Linked DNA regions of Bos taurus: region 1 is linked to region 2. The links are chromatin contacts, called in public Hi-C maps. All regions are on one chromosome and are shown on one strand. Each heading gives the region's core, a stretch centred on a gene start, on an enhancer-like site or on the middle of the called end of the contact. The rest is flanking DNA. Distances are from core to core; before and after follow the strand shown. Region 1 has its middle 130 kb from the start of NAV2. Region 2 overlaps NAV2 (neuron navigator 2).

What was found. Hi-C and Micro-C count contacts between places; a contact is called where the count stands out from the background.
Region 1: a Hi-C map of skeletal muscle shows a contact between it and region 2, with 10 times the contacts expected there. The contact joins two enhancer-like sites. A contact is called at or near these places in 8 of 11 Hi-C or Micro-C datasets (4-cell embryo, 8-cell embryo, blastocyst and 4 more).

What each region holds. Positions count from the first base shown.
Region 1 is chr29:25,357,524-25,360,706 of ARS-UCD2.0, reverse strand. No RefSeq gene overlaps it. Among named protein-coding and RNA genes, the nearest start is that of NAV2, 130 kb to the right of the region's middle. Within about 2 kb of position 1,461, at least 19 of the 102 cell types and tissues checked have an H3K27ac peak or open chromatin away from gene starts, as enhancers often do. A contact at or near this core is called in skeletal muscle, where this site is marked.
Region 2 is chr29:25,189,141-25,192,189 of ARS-UCD2.0, reverse strand. The region is part of intron 1 of NAV2 (neuron navigator 2); the gene reads left to right. Among named protein-coding and RNA genes, the nearest start is that of NAV2, 34 kb to the left of the region's middle. Within about 2 kb of position 1,474, at least 2 of the 102 cell types and tissues checked have an H3K27ac peak or open chromatin away from gene starts, as enhancers often do. A contact at or near this core is called in skeletal muscle, where this site is marked.

The DNA.
Region 1 (3,183 bases), core at 212-2,711, 170 kb before region 2:
GTAGCCCACCAGGCTCCTCTGTCCACGGAATTCTCCAAGCCAGAAGACTGGAGTGGTTGCCATTCCCATCTACAGGGGATCTTCCCGACTCAGGGATCAAACCTGAGTCTCCTGCATTGCAAGCAGATTCTTTACCGTCTAAGCCACCAGGGAAGCCCCTGGGAAGGCCCGAAAGCGCTTGACATCTGCTGAATATTAGCAGCTACTCTGATATCATTCTTTGGAGACAGCATCTGTTTTCAGCCGTTCCCTTCGCCCGTACTCGTCCGGGAAGTTCGGGGAGTAGAGGACACAAGGGGGTTGCGGTCCAGTTCCCCTGGCAGGAACCCACAGACACTGTGGGCGGGGCCGGCAGTCAGAACCCGGAGGACTACGGGGTCCTCCTTCACGGGGGCGGAGCCCCGCCCCTTCCCAGCCAGGCCCCGACCCCGCGGGACCCTCTTCCATCCCAAGTTCAGCCCTATTAGTTCCCTCCTCCGGCTCCGTGCAACCCGTTCTAATCAAATCATTAGCCCCCTCCTCTAGGCTTCCTTGGAGAAGGCAATGGCACCCGACTCCAGTACTCTTGCCTGGAAAATCCCACGGACGGAGGAGCCTGGTAGGCTGCAGTACATGGGGTCACTGGGAGTCGGACACGACTGAGCGACTTCACTTTCACTTTTCACTTTCATGCATTGGAGAAGGAAATGGCAACCCACTCCAGTGTTCTTGCCTGGAGAATCCCAGGAACCGGGGAGCCTGGTGGGCTGCAGTCTATGGGGTCGCACAGAGTCGGACACGACTGAAGCGACTTAGCAGTAGCAGCTAGGGTTCCCTGGTAGCTCAGATGGTAAAGAATCTGCCTGCAATGCAGGAGACCTGGGTTCGATCCTTAGTTCAGGAAGATCTCCTGGAGAAGGGAATGGCAACGCACTCCAGTATTCTTGCCTGGAGAATCCCATGGACAGAGGAGCCTGGCGGGCTACAGTCCATGGGTCGCAAAGAGTCGGACACGACTGAGTAACTAACAACAACACTGGAGGCCATATGGGGGCTCTAGGGGTTGCATAGAGTCGGATACGACTGAAGCGACTTAGCAGCAGCAACAGGGGTCCGGAGAGCCCTGAGAGGTCCAGGCTCTGACCTGCCCCGCCCCCCTCCCAGGGGTGTATAAGGAAAGAAAGTGAAGTCGCTCAGTCGTGTCCGACTCTTTACAACCCCATAGCCTGGGGCCCACCAGGCTCCTCCATCCATGGGATTCTCCAGGCGAGAGTACTGGAGTGGGTTGCCATTTCCTTCTCCAGGGGATCTTCCCGACCCAGGGATCGAACCCTAGTCTCCTGCATTGCAGGCAGACGCTTTACCCTCTGAATCACCAGGGAAGCCGGCGGGGATGTGCTGCTGCTGAAAGGCGGGCCCACCCATTGTGCCGGGTCCCGGCGGGTGCAGGGACAGCGGCCACCTGCAGAGGGAGACATACACACATTTCAGAGCACAGTCCGCGGGGCTCCTCGAGGGTGGGGGGAGCTCTCTACTGGGAACGGGCTGGGGCTTGGGGTCAGCGTTTGTTCTCGAATCTTCCTTCTATTGTGGAGAGGACTGTCTGGGGATGTCCACAAGCCAGGGTGCTGCTTTTCCTCTTGTTGCTGGAAAACCGAGGGCCCGAGCTGGCTTGATGCCCGAGGCCTCAGAAGGTGCCTCGTTAGCCGTTGGTTTTATTTTCGCCACCCAGCCTGGCCCTGGCAGGCCCTCAGCAGAAGGCTGCCTGTGGTGCCTTTCTGAGGAGACTCTTGGCCGGGCAGGACCTGAGCCTCCTGTGCCTTTTGCATCTGAAGGAGCAGAGCTGTGTGAGGAGGCTCCCTCGGCCAGCTTTCCTCCCCTCGGAGTCAGGGTGAGGAGCTTGGACCTGCCGTCTGAGCCTGGCCTGAGTCCATTCCCTGGCTGCCATCCTCTGTGAGCTGAGGGCTGAGGAAGCCCACCGCTGCTGCTCGAGCACCTGTCCTGTGCTATTCTGTAGCTCAGGAGCATTCTACTGAGGTGAAATTGAGGCTCAGAGAGGTCAGGTGACTTCCTAGAGTCACACAGCTAGTGAGCAAAGAGAACAGCGCCACAGGCCTAGAACATTGCCAGGTTTGATGGCCGTGGTATCACATATGCTCAATCCTACAGCGACCACATCTGGAAATCTCAGTGTCTGACCCTAAAGCCCACGCTTTCCCCTCAAAACCTGTGGACTACTTTCCTATTTTCTCAGTCTTTCAAATAATTAAAATTCCCATTTGTCCCCTAAGTTCTCTCTTCCTTCTTAATCCCAGAGTACTTTGGTAAGAACTACGTAGTGGATTAATCACATTTCCAATTTTAGATTTGCTTGAAATTCCTAGTCTTGAAAATACCAATTCCTTGCTGACCCGTGTTCCTAGAAGCATAGGAGTCAGAACATCTCTTTGCTGGAGGAGCCCAGTCCCCTGCACATTGCCTTCACAGCTATCTGGCAAGGGCTCACATCTGATTTATTTTCACTGCAGTGAGAAATTGACAACCCTCCATTTTATCACAGAAATTAATGTCGGTAAAATGACTGCCTCAGTCCACTCGCTGCTTTGACACCACCATTAAAAATAAACCACGTCTGTGTGCAAACACGCATGCCTTTGTGCAGACTTGATGAGATGTGCTTTTCAGAGGTGCTGTAGTGCAAGGTACATGACACCAACGTGAAGATGTTTCCGTTTTCCTCCCGGCTGACTCTCCATCCACTGACAAAATGCCAGCTGTGGCCAGATGTCTAACGGCAGCTGGAGGAAAAGAACTTGGGGCTTCAGGTTTCTTCTTCTGTAGCGCTGGGCTTGCTCCAGATCACGGTGAATTCTGGGGTGGGTGGTCCATTAACACTGCTTCCAGAAATATGTGGACACCAGGCTGCATCCCCATCTAAGGGCTCACCACGGTGGTCCTTTTCATTTACAGTTGTTACAGGAAGGAGAATGGACCCTGGTCCTGCAAGGATCCCTCTGAATCAGGAGGGCACCATGCCTGAATTCCGCCAGAAGCCTCGGGTTTATCTGCAAACTTGATTCAGTGAACACCATTTGGCTCAGTCATGAGATTCTTCCTATCACTGGGGCAGCCACCTCTGGGCCTGGAAGACAGGGAGCCCAGGCAACTTGTGGCAAATGGCCAAGTCTGGGTATTGCCTGGGGT
Region 2 (3,049 bases), core at 225-2,724:
GATTTTATGACCTCACTGGTATAAAACAAGTATAATCCAGGCAAGATTGTATGCATTTTTTTCTTCTGATTGCAAAAAAAAAAAAAAATATTTCCATGGTCCTAAGCACAGAGTCAGACACGACTGAAGCGACCTAGCAGCAGCAAGCACTATGCCTACTGGGTAAGTTGGCCCTGGAAGAGGCCCCCAAGTGAGGCCTCCACACACCTGCTTCCCTCCTGTTGTCATTCTCCCTGACCCTGGCTTTTGACACTGGAAAGGCATGAAATTCAGGCCATCTGAACACAGCTGACCATCACATAAAGCACCAGGGTACTTTCAGGCAAACACTAAGAACAGTGGAAATTTGCAGTTGCAAGAGTGTTTTCACCAACATGGTCATCAATATTAGGCCCATTTTACAGATGAAGAAATAGAGACATTGACACAGAGAGAAGAGAAATGACTCGCTAAAACCTATGGTCAGTAGAAATAGAACTGTAGAGTCGGCTGCTCCCAGCTCCCTTTAAACACTCCTGTAGGGCCAGCTCTGCTGCCCAGCTTCAGCCCAGATCTCACGATACGCTTTAGTTCTCTGAACATAGTCAAGAGCACGACTCTACAGAAGGCAAGGCAAGGACCGTGCCACAGCCTGTCAGGCTCGCCAGCGGAGTTCCACATATTTGGATGACACATGGCAGCCAAGTGCTTCTCAAATCTCTCCCTAAATAACTGACTTTAGTTTGTGTGTGTGTTTTTTTTAGCTAGAGTAAAATTGATTGTTGTACATGCCTGAAATCTCATTTTAATGTAAGCAGAGCATGATTAGAAATTCGGAATTAGATGGCTCAGCATTAATTACCTCTCTACTATATTTTTTTAATTTATGGAGTGTGTTTACTGTCGTTAAGTAGGAGAATGCTGGGAAAGCGTGGAAGGAGGACTGTTCAAGAGAAGGCAGATTTAATAGGAGCTGCAGATGGCAAAATTAGAATTTTTTAATTTAAATTTTGTCTGATTTCCACAGTCTTTTCATTCATCGAACCTCTTTGCCACACGTCCCCTCCATTTCTCTTTTAGGAATCCTGCTCTTACTCCCCTCTTGTTGCCCTGTGCACAGCGTCCGTCAGTCATATCTACCTTCTAGAACATTCCCCAGCCCTGAGAAGAGCCACAGGACTAAGCTTTGTGAAGCTAGACTTTCATTATGTCCCTCTTAAAAAAGCGGTGATGATGATTATCATTATCGTCTACCTTTTATTGAATACTTATTATGTCCTCACTCCTATTATTTTACCTGTCAGTGGTGCTTTGGGGTAGGGATAATTATACCCAGCTTATAGATGTGAAACTTGAGACTCAACAGAGGTGGGGTCAGTAATTTGAAGTCACGCAGCACCGATGAAGGGCTCAGATTTACCACCTTCCTTCACTCTGTGCCCTTCTCACGCAGGATGCCGGTCAGGAAAGGGCTGAGTCAGGCCAGCTCACTAGAAAGCTGGGAGCGGACAGGACCTGGGACACGGGCTAACTGCATGCTCAGATCATCCAGTGTTTGAGCTGCCCCGGGGAGGAAGCAAATCAATGCTTGTCCCCTTCCCGGCTTCCTTTGCTTCTCCCTGACTCTCTCCAGGCAGTGGTATTGATCTGGTTTCAAGTTGTTTGGTTTTTTATTTTAAACTAAAACTCAAGTAGCGTTGGGGTAGGCTATTCACTTAATGCATCGCCTCAGCAGTTATTTCCCTTCCAGGAAATAGCCGGTGTCGCTTTCCCTCCTGACAGTGATCCCATCTGGAAACCGAGAACTCTCTGCCCAGGTGGAGACCTGGGAGGGCCTGGAAGACTCGGCCGGCCTGCCAGGGCCCCTGCCCGCTGTCCCCGGGGCCCCCCTGACCTGGTGGCAGGGAGCTCGCACACAGCCCAGGAAACCCGAGCGCATGGGCTCCTGAGCGCAGCGTTTGCGGGATGTGCTGGGCATGTAATGAGACCTTCTGGAGGCTTTGTGGGAAGGCGCCGATGTGCACTGAGGCCTGGGGCAGGGCTGACCAACGCAGTGGTGGAGCCAGGGAGATTGAATTTCCTGCAGAGGGTATGGCCTCCAAGTTACATTTGGCTCCAGCTTGCTCAGAGGCCCTTCCAGATGCCCACGTGTGGCCTGGGGTCTTCACATCCGCCCCGAGAGAGGGCAATGCAGACCTGTTTCTGTGCATTTTACAGAGTAGGTCACCAGGGGTTGTGGAGTTCAGCTAAGCCAGCCTTGGTTATTGAGCAACTCAGAGAAAGACAGGGAGCCGGGCACTGGAAACCCAGAGCCCACCTCCAAGGAGTCTGGGAGAGGGGGAAAAGAAAGGTCTGTGACAATGGGAGTGAAACAGCATAGGCTGGGGCTGAATCCCACCTCTGCCGCTTCCCACTATTTAGCCTTTTCTGAGTCTCAGTCTCCTCACCTGTAAACTGGGTGTGATATCACTTGTACCATGAGCTCCTTGAAGACAGGAGCTGTGCCTGCCCTGTTGTCCATCTTATCCCAAGCACCTGGAAGGTGCCTGGTGCAGAGTAAGTGCTGGATAAACACCTGTGCAACGAGCGAACATTGTGCGTAGTCAGTGTAACGATGTGGGCGAAATGCGTTGGGGATCATGGGAAGCACTTGTGGATGGGGGCTTTAAAACTCCCTGGCGGGCTGAGCACCACTGCTGTAGAGAACTGCAGACCAAGGAGAAGCAGCCTCAGAGGAGAACAGGGCATCTCAGCTGGGCTCCCAAGGCAGATCACGATGCTGAAAAGACAAAGATGTAGGTCAACACGATCGAGGATACTGACAGGCAGAGATGGGGGAAGGACTGACCATACTACAAGGATGGTACCTGGCAAAAGACAGGATTGGAACCCCGAGATTCTAACTCTCAGACTGTCATGCCTGGACTCTTCCGAGGTCGTCTTTTACTCTTTTAAGTTTCACCGACAGATTGTTACAGGCATCTGCTGTAAGATGCTCTTAGAATTTCAAATGGACTTTTATTTTTAGCAGCATCTCACTGAGCGTTTGACAATGATTGATTCATTTCTC